4 separate regions of the Mus musculus genome follow, and regions 1, 2 and 4 are each linked to region 3. Evidence: chromatin contacts called from public promoter capture Hi-C data. All regions are on one chromosome and are shown on one strand. Each heading gives the region's core, a stretch centred on a gene start, on an enhancer-like site or on the middle of the called end of the contact. The rest is flanking DNA. Distances are from core to core; before and after follow the strand shown. Region 1 holds the start of Zfp830 (zinc finger protein 830). Region 2 holds the start of Lig3 (ligase III, DNA, ATP-dependent). Region 3 holds the start of Zfp207 (zinc finger protein 207). Region 4 holds the start of 2610507B11Rik (RIKEN cDNA 2610507B11 gene).

What was found. Promoter capture Hi-C pulls out the DNA fragments that hold promoters and counts their contacts. Capture Hi-C pulls out chosen DNA fragments and counts their contacts.
Region 1: a contact with region 3 is called in a promoter capture Hi-C map of liver, with 4 times the contacts expected there. The contact joins the promoter of Zfp830 here to the promoter of Zfp207 in region 3. A contact is called at or near these places in 3 of 39 promoter capture datasets (liver, pre-B cells and stem cell-derived epiblast-like cells) and 2 of 115 datasets of contacts at active chromatin or transcription factors (astrocytes and embryonic stem cells).
Region 2: a contact with region 3 is called in a promoter capture Hi-C map of liver, with 2.3 times the contacts expected there. The contact joins the promoter of Lig3 here to the promoter of Zfp207 in region 3. A contact is called at or near these places in 2 of 39 promoter capture datasets (cranial neural crest and liver), 1 of 115 datasets of contacts at active chromatin or transcription factors (embryonic stem cells) and 2 of 9 other capture datasets (adipose tissue and embryonic stem cells).
Region 4: a promoter capture Hi-C map of adipose tissue shows a contact between it and region 3, with 2.3 times the contacts expected there. The contact joins the promoter of 2610507B11Rik here to the promoter of Zfp207 in region 3. A contact is called at or near these places in 2 of 39 promoter capture datasets (cranial neural crest and pre-B cells), 1 of 484 Hi-C or Micro-C datasets (embryonic stem cells) and 1 of 9 other capture datasets (adipose tissue).

The regions. Positions count from the first base shown.
Region 1 is chr11:82,763,036-82,765,949 of GRCm38.p6, forward strand. Zfp830 (zinc finger protein 830) reads left to right here and starts at 1,310. Exons shown (of 1, transcript NM_025884.4): 1 at 1,310-2,914. The coding sequence starts at 1,337. The coding sequence ends at 2,428. It overlaps Cct6b (chaperonin containing Tcp1, subunit 6b (zeta)), which reads right to left and starts at 1,286. Exons shown (of 14, transcript NM_009839.3): 1 at 1,056-1,286. The coding sequence starts at 1,192.
Region 2 is chr11:82,779,532-82,782,476 of GRCm38.p6, forward strand. It overlaps Lig3 (ligase III, DNA, ATP-dependent), which reads left to right and starts at 1,578. Exons shown (of 20, transcript NM_010716.3): 1 at 1,578-1,745. Gm11423 (predicted gene 11423) reads right to left here and starts at 1,511. Exons shown (of 3, transcript NR_126067.1): 1 at 1,325-1,511; 2 at 604-767; 3 at 70-404.
Region 3 is chr11:80,382,029-80,384,728 of GRCm38.p6, forward strand. It overlaps Zfp207 (zinc finger protein 207), which reads left to right and starts at 1,251. Exons shown (of 12, transcript NM_001130169.1): 1 at 1,251-1,467. The coding sequence starts at 1,427.
Region 4 is chr11:78,260,475-78,263,370 of GRCm38.p6, forward strand. 2610507B11Rik (RIKEN cDNA 2610507B11 gene) reads left to right here and starts at 1,280. Exons shown (of 39, transcript NM_001002004.2): 1 at 1,280-1,443; 2 at 2,225-2,354. The coding sequence starts at 1,376.

The DNA.
Region 1 (2,914 bases), core at 60-2,559, 2.4 Mb after region 3:
TCAGTAACATACTTGGCCTTTTCCAAACTCTCCTGTTCCATCCACCATTATTCCCACAGTAGGTCTTTCTGTTCCCTTAATGCATTATAATGTTTATTTCTGGTGGATTTACACCACTAGGAGGTCTTGATTCCTGTCACTCATTCTTCTACAACTCTGATCAAACATCCCCTGATATCTGAGAGGATTTTCCTTCAATCATCGGTAATTGGGCCCTTTCCTCTGTAAAATCATTTGCATCTCTATATAATTGACATACCTGTCACTGCCATGTCACTTTAAGGATACCATCTCAAAGGCTAGAGAGATGGCTCAGCAGTTAAAAAGCACTTATTGTTTTTGAAGAGGATCTGAGCTTGGTCTCCAGCACCCATATCAAATGGCTTACAACTGCCTATAACTCGAGTTCTAGGGATCTGTCACCCTCTGACCTCTGGGGGCATCTGCTCACACCTGATGCACATAAACTCAGACAGATGTGCACACGTAAATATAAATCAGGTTTTTAAAGGAAAGGACAGAAACTATCCCATCTGTTTTTCCAGCATCTAGTGTTAAGTGGACTCGTTTACTATAAACGCTACTTTGCTCATTCCTCTCAGGGTGTCTCTTTCCCAAGAGACCTTTTGATCTCCCCTACTCTTCTTTCTTCGTAAAACAATGGTGCTAAATAAACATATGTCCAAATGGATGACTAAACATGAAGAACTGTAGGTGCGGAGAGTCCCAACTGCTGGAAGATAATGGAACTTGAATTTGAACCTATGCCTGCCTAGCTCCAAAGCCAGTACCACTCCACCACGTCAAAACAATACTGCCTGCGGCGGAGCTGCAGCCCAACGTCTGCTGAGCGCGCGCACAAGGCTAACAGTTTCTATTGACGGAGTCTTTTCTTCGGGGAGGCGCTCTCTTCCTCGGCTAGAGAATCCTAAGAGCAGGAGTGAGAGAGAGGAAACCGGGTGTCTAAATGTCGCAGCATTGCTCACAGGTTTTCACTGATCAGCATCAGAATCAGAGTGAGCCGCGACACCCCGCACACTCTAGCGGCATCTCACATTTTTAGCGCGCCCTTAGGACCCAAGGTGGGACGCAGCACATCCTGCAGCCCACGGGCGGCGCAGATGTTCACAGCCAAGGCCGCTTGGCTCCGGGTCACTTCAGCGCCAGGGTTAGCGATTTTGATCGCAGCCATGGTTCAACAGTCCAGCCCCAAACTTGCCGACTCCGAACCCTGGCGCCACGCCCACACTCCTGAGTGTGGGCCAATCGGCGCCATAACAGGAAGTGACGCTATCACGCCTCGGAAGCTAGACTCGCCTGAGTCCTGGGCGCAAACATGGCGTCCTCCACCTCTACTCGGACTCCGGCTGGGAAGCGAGTGGTGAATCAGGAAGAACTGAGGCGCTTGATGAGGGAGAAGCAGCGCCTGAGCACCAACCGGAAGAGGATCGAATCTCCATTCGCCAAGTACAACCGTCTGGGGCAGCTGAGCTGCGCACTGTGTAACACCCCGGTCAAGAGCGAGCTCCTGTGGCAGACCCATGTTCTGGGAAAGCAGCACCGGGAGAGAGTAGCGGAGCTGAAAGGCGCCAAAGGAGCAACCCAGGGCCCGTCGACCGGCACTGTACCTCAGGCCACCAAGAGGAGAGCGACGGATGTGGAGAGCCAAGACGCCAAGAAAGCCAAGGCCTCCGCGGGACCTCAGGTACAGCCCTCCACCTCAGCCTCGTCCGCCAACTTGGATGCCGCTAGGGCGGCCCCCAGTAAACCTGGACTCGGTTTACTGCCTGATTATGACGATGAGGAAGAGGAGGAAGAAGAGGGAGGTGGAGAAGAAAGAAGGGACAGCAGCAAGCATCTTCCGGATGCACAGGGCAAAGAACACTCGCTTGCCTCTCCGAGGGAGACAACAAGCAATGTGCTGCCAAACGATCCGTTTAATACAAATCCTCCCAAGGCCCCCTTAGTTCCTCATTCAGGGTCCATTGAGAAAGCAGAAATACATGAAAAAGTGGTGGAAAGAAGAGAGAACACCGCCGAAGCATTACCAGAAGGGTTCTTCGACGACCCTGAGGTAGATGCAAAGGTCCGGAAGGTGGATGCCCCAAAGGATCAGATGGACAAAGAGTGGGACGAGTTTCAAAAGGCTATGAGGCAAGTCAACACTATCTCTGAAGCGATCGTTGCTGAAGAGGATGAGGAGGGACGGTTGGACCGGCAGATTGGAGAGATTGATGAGCAGATAGAATGTTACCGCCGAGTGGAAAAGCTGCGGAATCGCCAGGATGAAATAAAAAACAAACTTAAAGAGGTTTTGACCATAAAAGAACTTCAGAAAAAGGAAGAGGAGAATGTGGACAGTGACGACGAAGGAGAATTACAGGATTTGCTGTCTCAGGACTGGAGGGTAAAGGGGGCTTTGCTGTAAGGTTTTGAAGACCCAAGCTTTCCATCAGTCCCCGCTGTCCCTTAAAAAGTGCTGTGTCCAAGTTCTTGGGTTCCTCTGACCTTGGATACCCCTAATTGTTGGGATAAAGTAAGCCAGTGAGGAGTAATACTTTGGGGATGGTACTGTGTGCGGTGCTATTTATTATAAAATGTTTGAGGTAAAACCGTTTTTGACATTTTTGAAATTATAACCACAAATTGCCAACTTTTTCATCTTTACAGGTTCAATGTGGTTTTTCAGTTGTAAAATCTAAGTTGTAAATATTGCACATAGCTAAGTATATATTTATATAAGTCACTCTGTTTTGATCCTTATATTAGTCAGATAAAAAAGACACATGTTTATATGACCTCGATGTATATATATTTTCAAGCCTTAAACTCCAAGGGTTGGCGCTTTGGGAAGGTTGTTTTTAGAAGGCCACTCATAAACACATATTCTTCATAAAGCAGTGGATGGGTATTC
Region 2 (2,945 bases), core at 328-2,827, 2.4 Mb after region 3:
CAAAGCAAATACTTAGGGCCTGAGTCTTTTTGTACACTTCCGTCATTAACAAAGACATAATGAACTTCCTTTTAAGGGGTTCAACACTCTTTTATTAACCATTCATTTCATTAGCTCTCGAATTTCATTCATTTAGAAGTAGATGCAGGCAACATGGCAGCGTCAGATGCCTTTCATCCCAGCACATGGGAGGCACAGGTAGGTGGATTTCTGAGTTTGAGGCCAGCCTGGTCTACAAAGTTTGAGTTCCGGGACAGCCAGGGCTACACAGAGAAACCCGGTCTAAGAAGAGAAAGCCTTTGCAGATACCCACTGCTCCTCACCACAGGCTTTCTGTCTGTGGAGTGCTGAGCTGGAGCCATAACAATGGGAGTTAAGCACGCAGCCCCATCGTTTCTGATGCCCTAGTTCAAAGACAGTAAAACCAAACAGGTGAGTGACAGTAAATATTCTTTAACCGAACACATAAAAAATTGGCCAGCAAATAACTGGAATATATGCACTATTACTATTAATGAGGTATTTTACTCTCTTTGGGGAAGTGTTGGGTACTTGTCAGTGTACAGTGTTCATTTACAGCATCTCTCACTTCAGACTGCTTACATTTCCAGGGCTCAGCAACCGAATATATTGCTTGTGATGAAAGGGTTGGTCAGCACAGGGAAAGTCCATTGGGTTAAGATCAACTCCAGTCAAAATGTTCACGCTTCCTCAACTGGAGCCCTTGAGCCTAAGGCCTTCCGAACTCCAAACCCAGGTTTATCCTGCTGCAAGTTAAGAGAAAACAAAGAGCCTTCACCTCATTTCAAACACCAGGATCTAGCTGGCCTCAGTACAGCAGACACTCAACCTTGAACTCCAGAGAGCCTCCCTCGGCTCATTCTCCAGTTCTGTTAAAGACCTCGTCTATCAGCCCTTCATTTCTATGAACAAATAACTGAGCACCTCACACAGATTCAAGCATACACCTTCCTCTCCATCTCAAGGCCACTTTGATATGGACAACAGCCTTTTAGTGAGTCGGCTTGTCTTAGTCTCTCCCCTGACCAGCTTCAACTATAGTGACCCCTCACAGCGTTCTTTCCCTATGGAAAAAAAGCTAAACTCTTCCTCAGAAATAGAACTTAGTTCCACGATCTGCACTTTATTTACCTAACAAAGCCCAACTGTTTGCCCTTCCCAGACTGAACAAGGCCTGAATACTTTTATTTTTTGAAAAATTAGCCATCTTGAACTCACAGAGCCTATTTGAGGTTTAGAAGCACTAGTTCGCTAAATGACATAAACGGGGCCACAGTCCCTGTTCTTCACATTTTCTAATTACCTTTTTAATTAAAGTAGTGCCTTTTAATTCAGCAAAACTCCTGCGGTGCGGAAGACACAGGTGGAACGACTCGAGCTTCCCATCCCTAGGATCACTGCAATGATTTTTCAACACTACCTTCAATATCTAACAATCTGAGAAACTCTAGGAAGTTCAGGGACGCTGCGCCCCAAGCCGCCACTCCAACCCAACACTCAGTTCAAGATTTCCGGGTAGGAATAGAACAGCGACCCACGTGGCGACCGGAGGGGGCGGGGTCCGAGGGCGCAAGTCGGTTACTGCGCCTGCGCCCTGCCTCCGGCTGGAGTACCCGTATTTAAAGAGACAGGCGGTCTATTCATCGTGCGGGACCCGTGGCCTTGTGGGCGCCTGGTCCGGTGGCTCGTGCGGAGCGTCAGAGCCAGGGCAGCCGAGAAGGCAGGTGAGGGGCGGCGCGGCGCGGAGCGGCGGGCCGCGGTGCGCCGTGTGGGGAGGGCCGGGGCCGAACGCGGCGTGGCTGGAGTGGCCGTGGCTCCTCCCCCGCCCGCCGCTCAGCCTGGGGGCACACCCTCCGTGACGTGGCGCCCCCACGGGAGCCCACGGGAGGCCCGCGGCCCCCGGGACCCTGGGCAGCCACCGGGAAGGGCAGGATGCCAGAGTGGGCATTCTCAGGGGGTCGGGGCCGGGCCGCCGCCGGTCCCTCTCCGCCGCCTTGTTGCGCGGCCGCGGCTCGCCCGCACAGCCTGTGGGCAGAACGGCGTGCTGCTTGCTCTTCGGGCTCCCGGCCTCCTCGCGCCGGTCTCCCCGGGTAGTTATTTGTCGTATCCCGGGATGGGCGATACGACACCCTACCCACCCTACTCTGCGGAAAGTTGAACTCCTACTCGCCCTGAGCTCCTCCTCAGCCCTTGCCGGCCTTCACTCGCCTCTCAGATTCTTAACGGTTAGGGCTTGTGTGACCCCCTGAGTCTGCCAGTTACGGACCTCCCCTCCCCCAAGTCGAACATTGTCAAATACACAAGTTTGGTATACAAACTTCAGAACTCCACGTCCGGCTTGCCCTCGTACTCCTTGTAGTTTTCCTAACCACCCCATGAAGTAGTTCTAATCTTTGGGGGGTTTGTTTTCTTGCTTGTTTTCCTTTTGAGACGGTCTTGACGACGTACCCTGGCTAGACAGAAATTTACTAAGTAAACCAGACTTTCTAGCTTCGAACGCACAGCAATCCTTCTGTCTTTGCCTTCTGATATGATTACAGACGAGAACCACCATAACTAGCTCTTAGTCCTGTTGTAATTGTTGTTGTTTTTTTGTTGTTTTTTAAGATAAAACTGGGGCCGGGTGTGGTAGCACACGCCTTTAATCCCTGCACTCAGAACACTAGCTTGCTCTTCCTAGTGACTTCCAGGACAGCCAGAGCTACATAGAAAAATCTATCTAAAAACAAACAAACAAAAAAACCGAAAAATAAATAATAGAAAATAAACTGAAGTCATGCTTGGTGGTTCATACCTATAATTCTAGGGCTGGAGGTGGGAGGATCGGATCGGCCAACTAAGGTGTCTGGCTAGGGTCCACCTTGTTGGAGAAAACCAAGTCGCCTGATATCTGCCCCCACCTCCCCACCCCGCTGTAGATGGGT
Region 3 (2,700 bases), core at 1-2,500:
CTTACTTTTAAATGAAGTTTCATGTATCCCAGGCATTATTTAATTCACTATGTAACTGAGGTTAGACCTTTAACTCCAGCCTCAGCCTCCTGGAATTCCCTGATTGCAGGCATGTTCCACCAACATTTTTTGTTTGCGAACCTTTCTGTGGTTTCAAGAGACTTCAGCATATACAATATCCAATTCTCTTACACTCTTCCTTGCCACATTTTCCAGGATTATCTTTTGCCAGCAACACTTTTCCTGTCTTGTTACTTTTAAGTTCAAATCCTCAAACACTGCATTTTATCAGTAATTAAAACTTCGATACAAGGTTTCTCTACATAACCCTGAATGTTCTATGTAGGCAGGAACCTGGCTATACATTCAGATCCACCAGCCTCAGCCTTTTGAGTGCTGGGATTAAAGGCATGCACCATCCATGCTTGGCTCACTGCATTTTAAAAAAAAAATTTTTTTTTTTTTATTCAAAGACAAGATCAGGCTTTGTTCTCCAGGCTAGCCTCTAAGTCTTAGCCTCATAGCATTTTCTGTCTTGGCCTTCTGAGTGCTGGGACAACAGACACAAGACCCAGGTAATAAGATAACTTAAGCTTTCTCCCACTGCATCTTCTTTCATCTTTCTAAACATTCCTATGTTCTCCGAAGCCGCTTAAGGATTGCCTTTTTGCGATTCTGAAGCACTTCACATTTCCCTTATCGCTACTGCTGATCTCACCCATACTGCTTCCTAGACTGTGGTTCACTGAAAAAAAAAACGGTAACTCTTCCTTGACCATATACGCCCCACTCCCGAAAGGCAACTGAAACAAGATTTAAAAATTGACCAGGTCGCAATCCGGGCGTGTGCCTTTAATCCCAAACAGTCGCTGGCAGGCAGAAGCAGGCGCATCTTTGAGTTTGAGGCCAGCTTGGTCATTTCCTCTATCAGCAGGGCTATGAAGAGACCCATCTCAAAAAATAAAAGCAAAACACACAACAGCAAAAAACAAAACAAAACAAAACCCAAATTGACCATGTCCCAATTATCTTTATTTATTTGTAATCTATCCTTAATTATACTCCTAATCTTTTCCTCCCTTCAATTTGCATACGGGATAGCCGACGTACTGGATGACCCAAGCTCTAAAGGATCAGCGTCCTCAGCCCGGGAGCGCCACCACCACTTAACCCCATTAAGATGGCGGCAGCGCCCGCTCAGCCACTCAGGGCCGAAGCCTGCGTCACGTGACCCGCACAGCTCTCACCGCGGTGGCTGATGGGAGGTGGAGATAGAACGAGGGTGTCGGCCATTTTGTGTCTGTTTCCTGCGGGACGCGCTGGTGGCGGTTGGTGTGGAGAACTCTGCGAGTCTCTTGGGTTTTTTGTTTTTTGTTTTTTCCAGCTTCTTTCCGCCTCTATTCTGCCTGTTCTGTAGGGCGCAGTTATGGGTCGCAAGAAGAAGAAGCAGCTCAAGCCGTGGTGCTGGTATCCTTTGTGGGGTTGACGTGGAGGCCGAGCGTGGGTGTCGCTTCTTGAGAACACAAGTCTGATAGGTTTGGGTTAAGCCTGTTTGGTAGGGCCCGGCCGGGCCCAGCCGAGCCTTTGTGCTGTGGCTGGGTTAGGATTTGGGGTGGTTTCTTGTAAAATGGGGTTCTTCGGGCGAGAGGGCTCCGGAGTTTGGTGGCGCTGAACTCGGTGACTCAGGCGCTTGTTTGTCGCGATCATTGGGCCTGGAGACGTTCCCCAAGTGCAGTCGTCCCTAAGAACTCCTGTCTCCGTTGTTTCGTTGAAGACCCCACAAAGGGACTTGAGTTTGGGGTAAATGTCCTGACTCCCTGGATAATTGAACTGTGACTAGCCCCCCCCCCCTCGCGGTGAAGAATCGGCTTCCGCCTCTCTTTCGGGCGCCTTAATCTTGGGGAAGCGGTTGCTTAACTGGGTGGAGTTTCTATTATCGTTACCCAATTTTGTAGGACTGGTTAAACTGTTAAGAAGGAAAACAATTTTCTCTCTTTTTTTTTTTTTTTTTTTTTTGTGGATAACGTATTACGCTAAACTGATTTTTTTTAATCTATTACAAGAAAACTATTTGTCTCAAGACAAATTTGTTTTTAAAATAGTTAAGTAGCTAAAAATCCGTCACGAATTATTTAATGCACTCACAGAAAAAGTCTTGCGAGGTCAGAACTCTTAGTATATGCGAATTTACATTTCCTGAATGCATAGATTAATAATGAAACTGGAAGAAATTTTATGGATTCTTAGTTGAATGTGCCCTTTGTCATGAGTTGTATAATGGATTATGAATTCCCAGTTTCAACTCTATTGTATATTTAATGAATTGTGAAATTGCCTCCCCCCCCCCTCTGTCTTTTTATTTGGGATTGGGGGTCTGGTTGTCTGGAAATTGCTCTGTCCACCAGGCTGGCCTCCGCCTGTCTCTGCTTCCCCAGTGCTGGGATTGAAGGCATGGATCACCACTGCCCAGTTTGAAGTTGCCTTTTCTTTTGAAAAGAAATATTTTGAGTTAGTCTTGCTGTCTGACCTGGCACTCAGAATAAATATCTGCCTTTGCATGTGGAGTGTTGAAATCAAAGGCATGGGGTATGCCAGGCTAAAAGATTTTTATTTGGGCTTATGATCTTAGACTGCATACCAAGTTTATCTAGTTCAGATGTAGTCATTCCTGCCACAGATTGCCTGCAGTGTGCCACTGGT
Region 4 (2,896 bases), core at 30-2,529, 2.1 Mb before region 3:
GAAGAGGCCAATCAAAAAAATCTGGAAGAATTATATGCAGATTAGGATCTGAGAACCAAGAACACAAAATACTTCATAATACCTTGGAACCATCTGGATTTCTTTATCTGGTACTGTGTTTATCTGGTACTGTGTTAGTAAGTCATTAGTCAGACACTGACTCATGAGAATAAGCATAACAGACCTTATCTACTTCCTTCATTTAACAATGAAGAATGCAAAATTCACTCTGGCTTGATTTGACCTTGAACTCTGTATTTCATGTAATTAAAATTGCTTCCCAGATAATCTGTAAAGGGTAAAACAATATTCACTATTTCTATATTTCACCCTGTTCTGGGTGGTGCTATACACAATCGCACAAACCTAAAAATACAGAATGGCTCTCCCCATGAAGGATGTTAGAAGATACTATCTGGCCCAGGCATGGTGACACATGCCTTTAATCCTAGCACTTGGGAGGCAGAGGCAGGCAGATTTCTGAGTTCGAGGCCAGCCTGGTCTACAGAGGGCTACACAGAGAAACCCTGTCTCAAAAAAAAAAAAAAAAAAAAAAAAAAGATAAGAAGATACTATCTGGAACAGTATTCAGACAGTAAACAAAGTTGGTTTCCTTGTGGGGTGAGATGATAGATAGCTGAGGTCTTTGAATTACCTCTTAATTTTCTCTGTAATCTTTTCAGACAGGATCACTTATGACCTACAGACACATAACTTTTGTTGTTGTTGTTTTGTTTTTTTGAGACAGGGTTTCTCTTTATAGCCCTAGCTGTCCTGGAACTCACTTTGTAGACCAGGCTGGCCTCAAACTCAGAAATCCGCCTGCCTCTGCCTCCTGAGTGCTGGGATTAAAGGCCTGCACCACCACGCCCGGCACCAGCCAGGCCGGCTCTTAATGGCCTAGGGAATGCGTTTTGGAAGTGGAACCTCAAAGTGGTAGAAACGACCCATCCTGGTCACCGCCCGGCGAGCTCGTGCGGACTCCGATCCCCCGCCCTCAGCGCGAACCCGGAGCTCCGCGGCGTGCCGCGCAGGCTGCGCTCTAGGTGTAGCGCGCAGGACCGCGCGTTCGCGGTCCGCCCCGCCCTCCCTCTCCAGAGCCACGCCTCCACTCCGCGCAAGCCGCTGGTCGGCCCTCAGGGCTCGCGCACGCGCGCGCGGGTTGGGGCGGGTCGGGGCGGGTCGGGGCGGGTCGTGGAGGGAGCCAGCCGGCTGGTCCACGAGCCGCCGGGGCGGGGACACGCGCGCGCGCACTAACGCTTCCTCGCCGTGCGTGTGCGTGCGCGGCCGAAGCCCGCCGCGGCGCTGTGCGGTTCCGGCGTCAGGGCCCGGCATGGCGGGGGTCGGGGCCAGGCCGGGCCGGACCCGGACCTAAATGCCTCTATTTCTCTCCGCGCTGTTGGTCTTGCTGCTGGTTGCGCTTAGCGCACTCTTCCTAGGCCGGTGAGGGGATTCTAGCCACAGGGTCGGGGGGGTCGAGGAAGACCGGCTGGAGGAGGCGCGGGTTGGTCGGGCGCCTTAGGCGGAGGGGGCGCGAGCAGGAGGGGGCGCTCAGCCGAGGCGAGGGGAAGCGAGGTGGGGGCAGGGGCGCTGAAGCATCTGGCTGGACCCGAAGCAATGTCCAGTCCGGGAACCGAATGTTTGCGTGTGAGGGAGGGGGCCTCCCTCGGTGGTCTCCCTTTCCTGCCCCGTTCGCCTCCGTGTCCTCTTCCCAGATTGCGAAGGGCACCTGCAGCCGCGCCCTGCAGAGAGGTCGGGAGGACTGGCTGGCTAGAGCAGAGCGGTGTTTGAGCAGTTCCGAGAGTGACCTCTGCCTTCTCGGAAACGGCTGCAGGGTGGGGACGCAGACAGGGACCCTCTAAGGAGTGTGCGATGACGTATTTAACACGACTGCCTTCACTTTGCCTTTTGAGGACCTCTTTTTACTTTGGGTTCCTAAAGATTTGAGGGTTTCTTTGTTTATTCTTTCTTTCTTTCTTTTTTTTTTTTTTTTTTTTTTTTTTTGACCTCTTTTAGAGGGTGAGTTTCGTTTGCCTAGTTTTGTTTGAATTTAGGGGCCCGTAGTTCTGGTTGTTGTGCCTAAATGAGTATGACTAGAGAAATATTTTAGGAAAATCGTAAAGTTCCTAAGAAAAATCCGGCTTCAGGATACCACCCCTTGCAAGGCCTTTCTAGAATCAAAAAGGGTAGAGGGTCTTATAATCCAACTGTTTTTTTTCTGCAGGTGGCTTGTGGTCCGGTTGGCCACCAGGTGGTGTCAGCGCAAGTTGCAGGCAGAGCTAAAGATTGGCTCCTTCCGATTTTTTTGGATCCAGAATGTCAGTCTTAAGTTTCAGCAGCACCAGCAGACGGTGGTGAGTTCCGGGAATTGCAGAGAGAAAGAGAGAGAGAGAGAGAGAGGAGAAGGGCGGGAGTGTGTGGTGTGTGTGTTGGTTTGGAGGGGGTTTCAAACTTTAGCTTCCTCCATGGGTAGTTTTCCTAGTTAACTCCACCCTTGTTGTTGTTGTTTTTGTTGTTGTTATTATTATTATTGTCAAGAGGATCTTAGGAGCTACTTGGAGGACTCTGCAATAGATGCCAGTTGTTTCAAGTGTTTATGGGACTAGATCTGGTGGTATAAACCTGTAATTCTTGTTTCTCAAGAGGCCGAAGCAAGAGAATTATAAATTCAAGCTCTGCCTAGGCAACTTAGTGAGTGCTTCTCTCAAAATTAAAATGAGCTGGAATAGTGGTTCAGTGGTAGAGCCTGGTATCTGCTGGGTCCTCTTTAGTATCTAGTACCAAACTAATGACACAGAGTATCCAGGGTATGGAAGAAAGATATGGAAGTAAACAGAGAAAGATTACAGGAAACAGCAAACTCACTGTTCTAATTTAAGAGAGGAAATAGGGTGGC